2 separate regions of the Gossypium hirsutum genome follow, and region 2 is linked to region 1. A link is a contact called in public Hi-C data. All regions are on one chromosome and are shown on one strand. The core of a region is the stretch at or near the end of the contact, and the rest is flanking DNA. Distances in the headings are between cores, read along the strand shown.

Region 1 (7,273 bases), core at 3,039-5,538:
CGATTTGACTCTTGATGGTGCTTTGGTAAATAATGGTATATATGTCAAATTAACAATAAAATAAAAATTTTAGAAGTGATTATAAAATTAATAAAAATACATAGGTACAAAACAAGTGTAAAAAATAAAAAAAATTAATAATTTATAAAATAACTATAAAAATTAATAAAAGGCACACATGAAATTGTTCAAATGTAGATAAATCAAGACATAAGAATGTCCAAATCCATGTAACTAAACCAGACAACCCATAAAAAAAAGGTGCAAAATAGTGTTGCAATGCTTCTCCCCCTCAAAACGACATTGACCGGTCATGGAATTAGAGCTTTGATGGGTTGTTTCCTTTATTTACATGGATAAAAAAGGTACTTATGTTAAAAAAATTGATTTTCTTTTTTTATAAATGTAACGTCTTGAAATTAGGGGTTAGAAGGATTTAGGCTTGTTAATAAGGCAATGGTTTCGCGTAAATTTTTATATTTTTCTTTGCATTTTGAGAGCAAAATGAGTCTATCGATTTAGTGGTAAGGGGTGTGTTAGTTTACTTTGGATCTTGAGTTTGAGTCCTCCTATGTGTTAAAAGGAATTGATTTTATTCTAGTTTTGTTTTGTTTTAAAGTTTTAATTAATTAATTATATTTATTTGAAGATAGGAAGTTTTCCCAAAAACATTTCTTTCACGTTTTTTTCCATTATTCTTCACGTTCTTTTCTTGTTTTATTCTTACTTCTTTTGTTCCTACATTTTTGTTATTGTTCGTTGGTCAATGGTCGATTGTCCTTTTGTTTTCTGTCTAATTGGATGCTTAAATCGGGTAGGTTTTGTTTATTAGGATTAAGGAAAGATTTGTTTCTGTTTCTTGTACATTGTTTTAATTGAAATTCTTATAGTTTAGTTTGTATGTGGAGTTGAGTTTTCAGAACGATTTTGTGGAGGCAAATCGGTCAATTCTTGGTGCTTGAGATCTCGATTATCAGGTGTGTTTCTGAACTATTAGTGGCCATATGACCACTGTTTGGGATTTTATCGCTTTCCACACGGGCGTGTGCCTTAGACACACGGTCGTGTTCCTCAACCACATGGGCGTGTGAGTTAGCCACGTTATTGTGTCTACTCTGCTTCTTAAATTTTGTACAAGTGTACAATGAGTTACACGGGCTGGCCACACGACCATGTAACTCTGTCACATGGGCGTGTGTCTCAGCCACACGGCCATGTGCCTTTGCCACACGGCCATGTGTCACTCTCCGCACGACCTTGTAGACCCTCATACAGTTTGGACACTTCCACACAGCCGTGTGGCTGTGTTTTGCAAATTTTGTTCTTTGTTGAAAAATTGACTCGTTTTAGTTTCTGTGTAATCCGACCCTCATTAAAGCTTCTGTAATTGTATTTAGGACTCCGTTACAGCTTGGATTCATGTATGTATGTGTTCTCATGGGTGTTAGGTTTAGTTGGTCGAAAGGAAAGTATTGATGTGATGTGATATGATGAATGAGCTTGAGTTATTTTCTTGTCATCGCTACTTAATAAATGTATACTAGTATTATTGATTCTGAATTTGTTCGACTAAATATGAACCACTGCTTCTGTGAGTTTGTTAGTGATTTGGGTGCATTCCTACATTTGCATAAAAATCTGAGATTTTGGTTGTGAAGAGAAGGAAGACTGATTTGGTAGTTTAACTACAATATTTCTGTACAGCAGTTTACCGCGTAAAATTATGCAAATGTCAACTTAGCTGCACATTTTAATTCGAGAGGATTAGTTCCACATTTGTGGTGTGTAGGGTGGATGGGCTTTCTATAGCCTGAATGTGGTGTGCAGGGTGGACGAAGTGGTGTTCTGATGGTTAGGGGGGTTTCTAATTTGTTGCATTCATTTTCATATTTGAGTATAAGTCTGTCTGCAAGGATGGTAGCATAACTACATAGTAATTTGAGTAGTCCGACGTGATTAGGTAATTGGTGTTTTAAGAATAATATCATCATGTCATGTTTGGCAATGACACTGTTTGTATGCCTGATTACCGAATTGAGATTTTCATACTTTAACTCCAAGATCCCTTTTTAAGTATCTATTTTGGTACTCCGTCGTTTGCCTTCATTTCTATTTTGGTCTCACATTAAGCTCGTGTAGCTCATCCCCCTTAGTTTCCTATTTTTTCGGGTTAACTTGGAGTTTGGAGCTTGGATTTGGTAAACCGATGGTCTCGGAATTTAAAGAGTTTGGTTTGTTTTTAATGAAGTTTCTTAAAATTCAGCTTATTATTTTCAATTGATTTGTAAGTAAGATTATATAAACTGTGGCAGAGGTTTTGTTCTTTAAATTTCTCGTTGGATTTTGTGTTTTGGGTTTTGAACAAATTTTTCTGAAAACTTCATGCATGGTTTTTAATTAGTCTTTTTGCAACTATTCTAAAGCTCACACGATTGTCGAGAAATGACCTAAGGTTTTCTGTCAAAAAGTAAACAACATGTTTTCTGCTGCATCACTGGTTATGGATTTTGGTTGACGTCAGTTAAACACTATTTGCAAAGCATAGGTTTAGTTTTATTAAATTTAGTTAAGCATACAAAGGGATTGACTATTGAAGAGGATTTTGGAATTCAATAATGTGACCTCCGAGATTCGGCCGAAATTTCTAGGCCAGGTTTTGAGTTTAGGCCGAGTTTTGGGGTGTTACAATAAAAAATATATAAAAAAAATTATAATTAAATATTTTTAACAAAAAAATATGAAAAATCAAGATTCATCCTTTCATTTCTCATCATCAAAATTCATTTGGTAATTGTTCTTCATCAAATTCATCTCTTCATTTTCATAATCAAAGCCTTTTTCTTTTTTCTGTTTAAATTTTAAAAAGAAAAATTTTAGTTATTAGTTGATAATAAAGGAAAAGTAGTGTTGTGAAGTGGTGTGAAATGGAAATCGAATACCTCCTCAGCCCCTATAAGATGGAAATATAGAAACCCAATAATTTCATTAACTAATAAAATGTTTTCAATTAAAAAGAAGAGGGTTCATTTTCATCTGTTGTTCATGGTGTAGTAATACTTTGCAAACAAATGGCTCTAACGCAGAGCACCCAAGAGCAAGTCAAAAACCAGCTCCACCAATATCTGTTCAAATGAAAAACATATATTAATTAGGACCGACTTTCCCTTGAGTGGGTCATTCATGTAAATGAGAGTTTGCCCCTTTTTCTTTTCTTATGTAACAATCACGTGAAGGATATTTTACCAAAAATAAAAGCTTTTCAGTTTCGTCCAACTTGAGAAAATAAAAAGGAGATTTTAGTAGAGGAGAGAAAAGAAAAAGGAAGAGTTAGGGTGAGTTTGAATGGACAGTGCATTTACCTGCTATTAGTGTAAAAATAGAGGTGGCGGTGAGATCAGATACTGTAACGTGTGATAAAAATAAGCTAAATACATCGCACCACACCCCACCATCCATCCAAACCCACCCTTAGACAGGAATATCTGTCGAATGAGTGATTACGGCGGTGCAACACTTTGATCTAGTTGTTTACTTAAATGCTGTGGAAAAGAGAGTGAGATAATAAAAGAAGTATTTGTTTATTTGCATTTAAATATTTTTTAATTTCGAATTTTTTTCAATATGTATAGTAAAATAAAAAAGCGTGCCCCTTAATTTTTATGAAATACAAAATGTTCATTGAATGATAACTCGAATTTTCAAAGAATATTTGTACATTCTCTCTAGCTCAAACAAGTGAATTGAGATTTTATTTGTATTTTTCTGGATAGGCTAATAAATAAAAAGAAATAAAAGACAATACATCATTGAGATTCTCAATTTTTGAAGAGACTTTTTTCTTTTATTTATTTCAAATGAGTGAGGACAATAGGATGAATAACAAGAATTATGTGTTGTGAACTTTATATTATGCACCTCACTTAGATGCACTTTAGTTAGTTGCATAGAAGGGAATGAAAAAACAAAATATGAAAGATAATATAAAGAAAAAAAATTGAAAGGGGATTGGGTTCTATTTATATGGTAGTTGAGATGAGTCTTGGTTATTTTTATCCTTAAACTCCGATATTTTGTTAGCTTTTCAATCAACTATTTTAATGTTTTAATTAAATAGGCAAAACATTTTTTGTTTTTAAGGTCGATTTATAACTGGACTAAAAACCATAATATTTGGATATTTTAGGCACTTAATGGAATAAAAAATTAAAATATTAAAAAAAATTGTGTATACTTTAAAAGTCAAATGGATTTTAAATAGATATTAGATGGAATTTTCCAAGGATACGTTGGATGTATTGGGCAGATCAAACAAGATTCTGAGGTGAGGCCTTCAATTATAATTTTTAATTGTATTACCATCGAGTTGGTTCCTCTCGTCTTATTGGGTAAATCAATATATAAAAATGAAAAATCCCAACGCCAAAAGCGAGGAATCCGATTGGGAGGTGAGGCCAGGTGGCATGCTGGTCCAGCTATGAGACCACCACAAAGAAGAAGAAGAAGAAGAAGAAGAAGACGACAATCATACTCATCACAACCACAATCACGAAACCGCTGCTGCATCTTCTGGTGGGCCCATGATCAACAGCGACCCTGCCCATAGCCCAGCCCAGCTCTCCTCCCATTCTTCTTTTGGTAATTTCCTTGTACCTTCTTATTTCTTTACAGCTGCAAATACAACAAACACAAAGATTTTCTTTTTGGGATAATTGATATTATTGGGTTTTTCTTTTGGTAGAAATATTATTGGTTTCATCATGCATTGGTGTGTTAATTGTTCTTGCTGGCGCTAATTTTAGCTTTTTGTTGTGGATAAAGAATGAAGAGTAGTTAGGATTTTTGTCGTCTGTTTATGCCTTTCATATGGGCTTGCTTCTTCCACTCCCAAGGCATCTTCTAGTAATTATTCTGTTACATTCCTAAATTTTCAATCATTTTCTGAAATTTCGTTTATTATGTTCCTAATTGGTTCTTAATCTTGTGTGAATTTAAAAAAAAAATTAGTTAATCAGGTTTGATCTTTTTATAAAATTGATCTGTATATTGCAAATTTTTAACATGTAGATTGTTATGTTTTGGTCACAAAATTTTTTAAAGCTGTATTTTCCCTGTTGTGAACTGTAATCTACTGTGCTAGACAATCCAGCAAGCAAAGAGAAAATGACTAATACCAAAGATAATAAGGTTGAAGAGGTAAAGGAAAGTGAAGAAATATCTAAAGCCTTTGCAGCGGTTGCCGGAGTCCGAAAAGAAGTAGACAAGCTCTCTGAAAGAGTGAGTTTCTCTGCTTGTTTCTTATATTTACTGGTATTGAATCTTGAAATTGAATTATCTGTCTCTGTTGTATTGCTTTATTTGTATAGGTTGTTGCATTAGAAGTGGCTGTGAACAGTGGGACAAAGGTTACCGACGAGGAATTTGTTGTACCGGCGGAGTTACTTATGAGAGAGTTGCTGAAATTGGATGGGATCGGGGCTGAAGGAGAAGCGAGGTTACAGCGGAAGGCTGAGGTTTGTATTGTAGGCTTTGGTGTTTACTAAAATCTGATTGTGGATAACTTTTGCATGGTGCGTCAATTGTGATATAAATATGTCTTAAACAATGGCTAGGAAGGTTTGAATTTAAACTGAGTTTTTGAGATTGATATATTATTGTCCTTTAGGGACATCGCTAGTTAGTCCTTAAGTTTTGCATTTTGATACCAATCAAGAGCTATGCTACATGAGAAGTATAGGACTAGTGCTGTTTAATATTCATTTGAATCGCATAGTCAATGGAATATATCCTGTCCCGGGTTCCTTGTGGCCTTCTTGTTTGGGAATGCTGTGTGTGGTCTCGATGTTTGCACCTCTTGTAAGTAGGATACTTACAAGCACTAGCAGTCCATTACAGATTCCCCTCCTTGAAGGATGGTTTGTGCTAAAATCGTGTTCTCAATGTACTCTTTCTGCTGAAAGAGGAAAGGATTTTATACAGTTTGTAGATTAGGAAATGTGGAGTGGGATAATGTTTCAAGCTTTTGAAAATTGCAATTTCTGTATCTAGCCAAGGAATTAATGTAGATGATGTTGTATGCTGTTTTATCAACTAATTACTCCCTTTGATCAGGTACGTCGCATCCAGAAGTACCACGAGACACTCGACAAATTAAACACAATAAATTCCAATCCTTTTAGCGACAAACACAAAGCTGTGTCGGTGACAACGAATTGGGAGACATTCGACTCGTAGATGGGAAGCTTAACTGCTCCTCCACCTATGTCATCTTCAACAAACACGACACAGGATTGGGAACGGTTTGATTAGTGAATATTTGCTCTGGAATCGGAAGCTTGATTGTGACTCTACATATGCAATCTCAGATTTTGATTAGTTAATATTTGCCTCATTCTTGTGGAACATAATATATAAATCATCCAGGGTTCATTTGTAATGGTTCTGGGGCTACATTTAATTTTCAAGCCAAGGGGGATTATCTTCTGCTTGAAAGACAACTTGATTCTTATGGATTCAGATGTAATGCAATACCTTAATGGTAGAAAGCATTGTCGCTCTGCCAGGTTTTTGGACTCGGCTCTTGCTTTTGCTTACAGCTTGCACGTACAAGTTAAATCTTAGGCAACTTAGATATCAATATGTCTCTAGGAAGTATGGATCTCTTAACATAAAAGGTGTAAGAATTGGGATGGAGGTCGAATTAACAAAATAAAACTATTCAAAAAAAATCTTAAAAAGAAAATAAACACAAATAATTAATAATAGAAACATAAATATTCATTTTATAAACTATAAAAACATCAGCATTGTTGGCGCAAAACTCAGACAGACCACAGAGACAATGGTCTACGCTCTTAAAATTCAAGAAACCAGGCTGAAGCTAGGGGACGCAATCTCACACCAGGAAAAATCGTATTTACAGCAAATTTGTTTACGTTCACATGCATGCAGCTACAAACTAATGGTCACACCTCTCGCACCATCAACGAAACGTGAGGGTGCTGTCACCTCTGAGTACGAAGACGTATGCCAACCGTGCTTTGTTGGGTCATATTTTTCTCCATCACCCCAAAGGGCATATGCTTCTTCTCCATGAACGGCGTCATCTCCGATTTCGAGTTGGTTATCAGGCATTCTTAATGGTATAAACAACCTTATTACTAAAAGTATTATTGTTGTGGACGCTACATTCCAAGCAATAACAAACAAGGCTGCTACTATCTGCTTCACGAATTGAACCCCTCCATTCCCACCATAAACTGCACCCCTTGTTTCT
Region 2 (7,391 bases), core at 2,146-4,645, 41 kb after region 1:
AACTAAATTAAAAAATATTTTATATAAAAATAAAAAATATTAGTATGATGATATTTTTATGTTTTTATACTTTTATATAAAATTAAATTCTAATAAAAATAATTTAAATCCAAAATAAATCCACAAATGGTCAGATTTAAACATAAGATTAGGGGTGAGTATTCGATCGAGTCGAATCGAGTAAAAAAATTTCGAGCTAGTCGAGTTGACGAATCTTATTTTAGCAATCGAACTCAATTTGAATTTTTTTTCGAATAGAATCAAATCGAGTCAAAAAATTTCGAGTCGAGTTAACGAATCCTATTATTTATACTCAATGTTGTGTTTACATGGACCGATTATTTAACTAGTAGACGAAATACAAGATTATTTAACTACATAAACAAATATAATGGTTTTTCCTTTTAACTTAATGAGTAAACATTTATCAAAACAATGACTTTTAACTTTAGAAAAGGTAAACATTTATCAAAACAACGTAGTTTTGTCTTTTCTTATTCGGATTTTCAAATAACTCGAATTGTGTAATTCATATTCGAGCTAAACTGAAAAACTTAATTTTGTATTCGAGTTGATCCAAATAACTTGATTAACTCAAATAACTTGATCTATTTAATTCAAAATTTGAATATTTTATCGAGTTTTTCGAATTGAATCGGATTTTGTTCACCCCTACATAGGATACCAAGATAATATATATTATCTATTTCCCAAATTGGACTTATAGACAGCATAATAGTCCCCATGAATCAATTGCTCATTTTGATTCCCACCGATTAGCAACAATTTAGGTTATCTACTAATATAAGCTATTTTCTCGCATCATAATCCTACATATGACATATGATGTAACTTAATATTAGTTAAACCCTTAGGTAATAAACAAATATTTTCTTATTCATTTTGTTTTCCATGCAAAAACCATTGAAGACAATCGTATAAAGATATAATAAATTAATTATGAAATTTGAAAATAAATCTACAGATGGCATGAAATTTAATAGCAAAAATGATTACATTTATTTAGAGCTTCCTCTATTCCTCTAAACAATATAATCAAATTTTACTTTTCATTGAGATTAAGATTACTTTAACTATTAATGAGAGATTGCATGTTTAAAGAATGGCTGGTGTTCATAAAGTCCTCAATCCACAAATATATTGTCATTATCAAAGGGAATTCATGTTCAAAAATTGCTTTGAGCTAAACTTAACAAATTGATATTGAAGAAGAAAAGTACAAGAGATTTAAAAATAAACCCTAAAATTAAATAAATTCATCATGTTAAATTAAAAACTTATTTAAAATGAAATTAATTGAAGATTTAAAATACAAAAAAAAATCCATGCATTTAGCTCATGTCAATCATATATTGATTATTTTTGTTAACTCATTAAAAAAATGTTTTTAGTATATTGGAGTAATTTGTATAACATTTCAAAAAGAAGGTACCAAATTTGAACCAAAAAAAATAATGTACCAAATTAGAAAAAAGTGTCAAGTTTAGATACTAAATTAGATTAAAAAAACCTAGGTACCAAATTTGGAAAAAGTGTCACGTTCAAGTACCAAATGTTATATTAAGCCAATTCAAAAAAGATATAAGAAAATGTCAAATTATGATATAAGTTGTAGATTTAGTCCTTATACTTTAATTTGATCAATTTTAGTCCTTGTAGTTTTCAATTTGGTTAATGTTAGTCCTTGTACTTTTCAAAATTTGAAATTTTACTCCTGAACAAATGATAGCAGTTAAATTTGTTTGATTATATTATGCAATTAGTCATGTATTATGTGAAAATTTGTAGATTTAGTCCATGTTCTCCAATTGGATCATTCTCAGTCCCTATGCTTCTCAAATTTTGATATTTTAGTTTAATATAAACGACAATCATTAAATCCATTAATTAATTTTTTTTGTAAGTAATTTGTGGAAATAGCAAGTTGATATCGCATTACACATGCAATAATAAGTTTTCCACGTCAAATTTTGAAGATAGTAAAACTTAATGAATTTAATAATTGTCTGTTAACTAGTGAGATTAACAAGGAGGAAGAGACGGTGGTTGTAGTGGTGGTTCACCCGTAGTTGGAGCGAAGAGCCAATGGAAGAAGAGTTAGGTAAGGTTGCCTGAGGAGGTAGGTTAGATAAGGAAAATATGAGGAGGAAGGAGAAGTAGTTTTCTGTGTCTTAGTCCCCGTCTCAGGTGTTGTAGTGAGCTTATATATGGAGGACAAAGAAGTCCACACGTCTTGAGTCTTACTAACAATAGAGTTATACATTGTTCCTATGTAGTGGTGACAACTAGATAATCAATGATTTTGATCCCCACGGGGTGCTAAGCAAGGGCAATCTTATGAAGGTTCGCCAGTCTATTGTGGTGCAAGGTTTGCCAAGCTCGCCTGGTTATAGTTTCGCTCAATGTGGACACGTTAGCCTGTGATTTGTCCATTGATGACAAGTGGAGAAAGTATAACAATGTCATTTTTTGTCAAGACTTAAATTTAAAAATTGTAAAATTACAATGACTGAAAATGACCAAATTGTAAAGACTAAATTCACAACTTATACATAGTATAAGGATTAATTTCATAATTTAATCTAAGAAAACATGCCAATACTAAAATACACCAAAGCCAATAGAAAAAGAATACGTTTACCGACTGACCACCTTAAATAGGTGAAAACACCTAAATAAGCGTAGTTAAACACGCAAATTAGAGAGGGAAGTGAGGGGTAGGGACAGGGACAAGGGAGACCATCCCTTGCGGCGTCTCATTCGGCCGCCTCACGCTTGGCATTGTCCACCATTTCCACATTATCCCAACCCAATTCTAAAATCTACCAAACGTGTTTGCAAGCAAGCTTCTCTCTCTGACACGCAAATTCTTTTTATAATTAATTTATCATTAATGTTATTTTATAGTTCATTAATATCAATCAATTTAAACTTCGGTGGCATGTTATCTACAATGTTTAAATCTAAATTTTTTCTTTGAAAATATGTGTATTGGCAATGGCAAAGTCACAGGATTGGCAGGGCCTCGGTCTCCCCTAAAATAATTTTTTTTATTTAAGTTACTTTATAATTTATAAAATTTTAAATTAATAATAGTAAAATTATACTTTAATCTCTAAAAATAATAAAAATTAATTTAATTTTTTTAAAAATATAAAAATATAAACCATTAAAATGATGAAATTATATTTCACTATGGTAAAAATATGTAATTTAATTTTCATTTTAAAAAAATTTCTAACTTTAACCCTATATATTAATACTGCACCCAATATTTATTAGTTAGATAAACAAATTTTAACCACTACGGATTAAACCAATCTATCTATCTAACCACCTTTTCTGTCTTTTATTTATTTATTTAAAATCCTATATATGTCCCCAAACATACAGTACTGGTCCACCATTGAATAAATTATTCAGTCCTCATATGGCTAGTCCTCCTTTGTTATCATCTTACATGGAAGCCCCCATTGATCCTCAACAAGACGATCACCTCCTTCTTTCTCCTGATAGAAACTTCGCTTTGCATGGTGAGATCATGATGTTTGTTTTTCTCCTACTCTTTGCTGCCTTCCTTTCATTTCTGCTCTTCGTCTTCTACAAGAAACGCTGCGGCTGTAGTGATAATGCTAATCGGCAAGATTTTTATTCATCGGAGCCAGTGTCGCTGAATAAACTCTCCTATGTCCAGCCGAAGACCCAGTTTCCAAAGCAGTAGATGAATCAAGCTGTGTAGCCAATGCAATATATAGTATCTCTAGGCCTCTCTCAAAACTTGGGTGCTTCATTGCGGTAAGGTAAACTAGCTTAGAGGCATGGCCGTCGGGTTAGCAAGAGGCCATGGACTAGATATTCTTGTATGCAGTAGTGTAAGAAGTGCCAAATGAACGGCCACCACGAGATCTGATTGCATCCCTAGATTTTTCTTTTCGAAAATTTGGATATTATGGGTTTGTGAGTGGAGTAACTGTAGTTAGTATTTGAAGAATTGCAAATACATCTATTTTTGCGCTTCTGTTCATTGCCGTCTTCCTTCTAACAAAGTTTTATTGTTGTCATTTTCGCTCTTCAATGATGAAAAATAAAAGCTGCTACCATGGTTGTAAATTTCTGACCACACTAATCAGTGCAATTGGTTGATTAAAGATTTGTCAGTTCGATAGTCAAAATTAAAAATTCATTAAGTATTAATTAATTATTTTTATTATTCACAAATTTTAATAATTTTTTAATATTCGAAACAGGGCTAATCATATAAGTCAAGAAAAAAAAAGGTTATCGGTTAGATAGGTTTTTTTTTTTAATTTAGGAAAATATCCCGATTTTGCTGCACCGATGACAGGAAAGCATGCCTAGTTGAACATACTTTCCCTTTAATATAATTAGTTTCTTTGGCAAGATGATTAAAGGTTAGCATTTTTGTCTTTGAATTCCGAGTTCGATTCCTCTCCCACACACATTTGTATATTTTATTTCATGTTGTTTTAAGCTTTTTATTATTTTTAATTAATTTTTTTAATATATTAGTTCCCTTGGTTAAATGGTTAAATAATAATGATTTTATCCTTGAGTCTCAAGTTTAATTCCTCCTCTTCCAAACACATTTGTAATTTTTATTCCATATTGTTTCAAGCTTTTTTTATTTTTAATTAATAATTATATTATTTTCAAATTTTTTATTTTTATTTCAATTTTTTAATTAATATCTATTTTATTCATAAAATCAGATAATAAAAATATAATTATATAATAAAAATATAAATTTTACATATATCATTATGTTAAAAATATTTGAAATTAATAACTCATTTACATATAATATAAACATCGGCTAATTTTTTTGATATATTTTTCTTTATAATATTTATATGTCAAATATTTATTTCCTCCACGTATATTGTGGGTATGGTGATTTCTAATATTATAAAATAAAATTATTATTTCAAATATAATTATTATTTTTATATAAAAAATATTTCAAATATCATTTTTTTCATCTACACTGTGGGTATGATATTTCAAATATTTTTATATGTTAAATATTTTAATTAATTATGTCAAATATCATTATGTTTATATGTGAAATATTTTAAATACACATACAAAAATATACAATACTAAAATTTACTACACTCATAATATGGATTGAAAAATAAATATTACACATATAAAAATTATATTTACTAAAAATAATTATGTTTGTTATAATTATTTGATTTTATGAATAAAAGAGATATTAATTAAAAAGATGAATTAAAAATAAAAAATTTGAAAACAAAATATTTATTTCTTAAAAATAATAATAATAAAGCTTGAAATAGAAAATTATAAATGTGTTTAGAAGAGGATGAATTGAACTTAAGACTCAATGATAAAATCATTATTATTTAATCAAGGGAGTCAATATGTTAAAAATATTATAAATGTGAGTGGGAGAGGAACCTGACTCGAGACTCAAGGACAAAATCACTAACATTTAACCATCTAATCAAAGAAATTGATTATATTAAAAAAAAGTCAAAAAATGTGATTTAAAGGGAAAGTTTGTCCCGTTGGATGAGCTTTCTTGCCACCTATAACAAAAGCGCGACCAGCTGGACGCGCTTTCACACTCTTTCTCCAAAATCAACTTATTTCCTTAAATTTTCAAAAATAAAAAAAGGCCTATTTGGCCAATAAACTTTTTTTTTGGCATATATGACTAATTTAGCCTTGAAAACGCCTCTAATGAATAAATAGTTATGTCCAACTTCAAATGAATATGGTCATTTTTTTGTCCAGGTTCATTCTAGACATGTATGTTTAGTAATTTCTTTGCATTTTTAGGATTTTTCAAAAAAATATTTTTTTTCAATTTTTAATAATTTGTATAATATTCTAAACCACATCAAGAATAAACTTGAACAAATGATTATAGTTCAAATGAATCTGGACATCTTTTTGGCTAGCTTGGACATGTATTTTTAGTGCTTTTTTAAAGATTTTTTTTACGTTTTTTAATTTTTAATAATTTCTAATTTTTTAATAGTTTTATAATATTTGAAATCACACCTAGATTAAACTTAGACAAATATTTATCCAAGCACATTCTAAACATAAATGTTTTAACATTTTTGATATTTTTTATTTTGAAGTATATGTTAATGTGGCATGCGAGATTAACATACTTGTCCATATGATATGCCATGTGTTAGTTTTTCTTCGCTACCACCAACCAAATCAAAGTTCATTAACGATCAAATTAATCAATAATTGAAACCTTTAATAAAAAGGCCTAATTAATTTCTTTTCACAATAAAAGCTTAATTGGGTGCATTTTTTTATCATGAGATTTTTTTTGAAATTTTTGTATTCAGACTTTTTGCCCTATTTATTTGTAATGTACCTTTTGTGTGATTTAATGAGCAATTAAAAGGGATAGTGACACATTGTTCACTTTTTAGAAAGGGATAAGCAACATTTAATCTCTAAATTTGACCATTTTTTTAATTTGGTTTTTGAATTTAATAACTTTTCCTAATTTAGTCCACAAACTTAGATTTCATTAAAACATGATGATACTCTGAAATTGTGTCATGTCATCACTTGAAAATATAAAAAATATATATATAAAATCTTAAAACATTCAAAAAAATATATTTTTTAAAAAAGTTATGTGATGATCTAACACGGTTTTAAAATGTAATATCATCATATCTTTGGAAAACCGAAGTATAGGTATTAAATTGAAAAAAAAAAGTTGATAAGTTCTAAAACCAATGTGAACCCAAAAAATTTTAGGAGATAAGGTGGAAAAAGTTGTAAAGTCCATGGGTTGAATCCACTTTTATCTCTTTCAAAAAATAAAAAGTAGAAAAATGAAAACTATCTTAATAATTGGACTAAGTGCATAAATAAGCCCATGAGGGTCAGGCAATGCCTATCCATTTAAAACTTAATAATTCAATTTTTAATTTATCCTCTTAAAATCTTCTAATTATATCTCAAGTCTTTCCACTATAGAATTTAAGTTCTTTTAGTTAATGAAGTCTTGTTTTGAATTTATTTAAATTAGGCGTAATTCATGACTTGGCTCTTATAGTATATCTATTTTTTTTATTTTGGTACCTAAAGTATCAATTTCCTCTTTTTTTCGTCTATTTTGTAACGGCCATTATAAAAAATCCGTTAGGCAACTTTGACCAATGGAACACATGACGTGTCTTCACCAATGAAAAAATATCACGTGACAATTAGGTTTATTTAAAACAAAAATATCACGTGACACTTTTGATATTAATTTTTATAATATTTTTAAAATTTTATGTATTATTTTGACTTTTTAAAATTTATAATTATATATTTCAGAATTTTATAAATTTTTTTTA

The links. Hi-C and Micro-C count contacts between places; a contact is called where the count stands out from the background.
Region 2: a Hi-C map of petal shows a contact between it and region 1, with 1.8 times the contacts expected there. The contact joins the enhancer-like site here to the promoter of LOC107899568 in region 1. A contact is called at or near these places in 13 of 34 Hi-C or Micro-C datasets (callus, fibers, leaf and 1 more).

Annotation. Positions count from the first base shown.
Region 1 is chrD04:49,110,125-49,117,397 of Gossypium_hirsutum_v2.1, forward strand. It overlaps LOC107899568 (BAG family molecular chaperone regulator 4), which reads left to right and starts at 4,289. Exons shown (of 4, transcript XM_016825322.2): 1 at 4,289-4,635; 2 at 5,138-5,274; 3 at 5,364-5,510; 4 at 6,109-6,569. The coding sequence starts at 4,578. The coding sequence ends at 6,231. It also overlaps the pseudogene LOC107899567.
Region 2 is chrD04:49,151,721-49,159,111 of Gossypium_hirsutum_v2.1, forward strand. No RefSeq gene overlaps it. Among protein-coding and RNA genes, the nearest start is that of LOC121215905, 30 kb to the right of the region's middle. Within about 2 kb of position 3,396, at least 8 of the 9 cell types and tissues checked have an H3K27ac peak or open chromatin away from gene starts, as enhancers often do. A contact at or near this core is called in fibers and leaf, where this site is marked.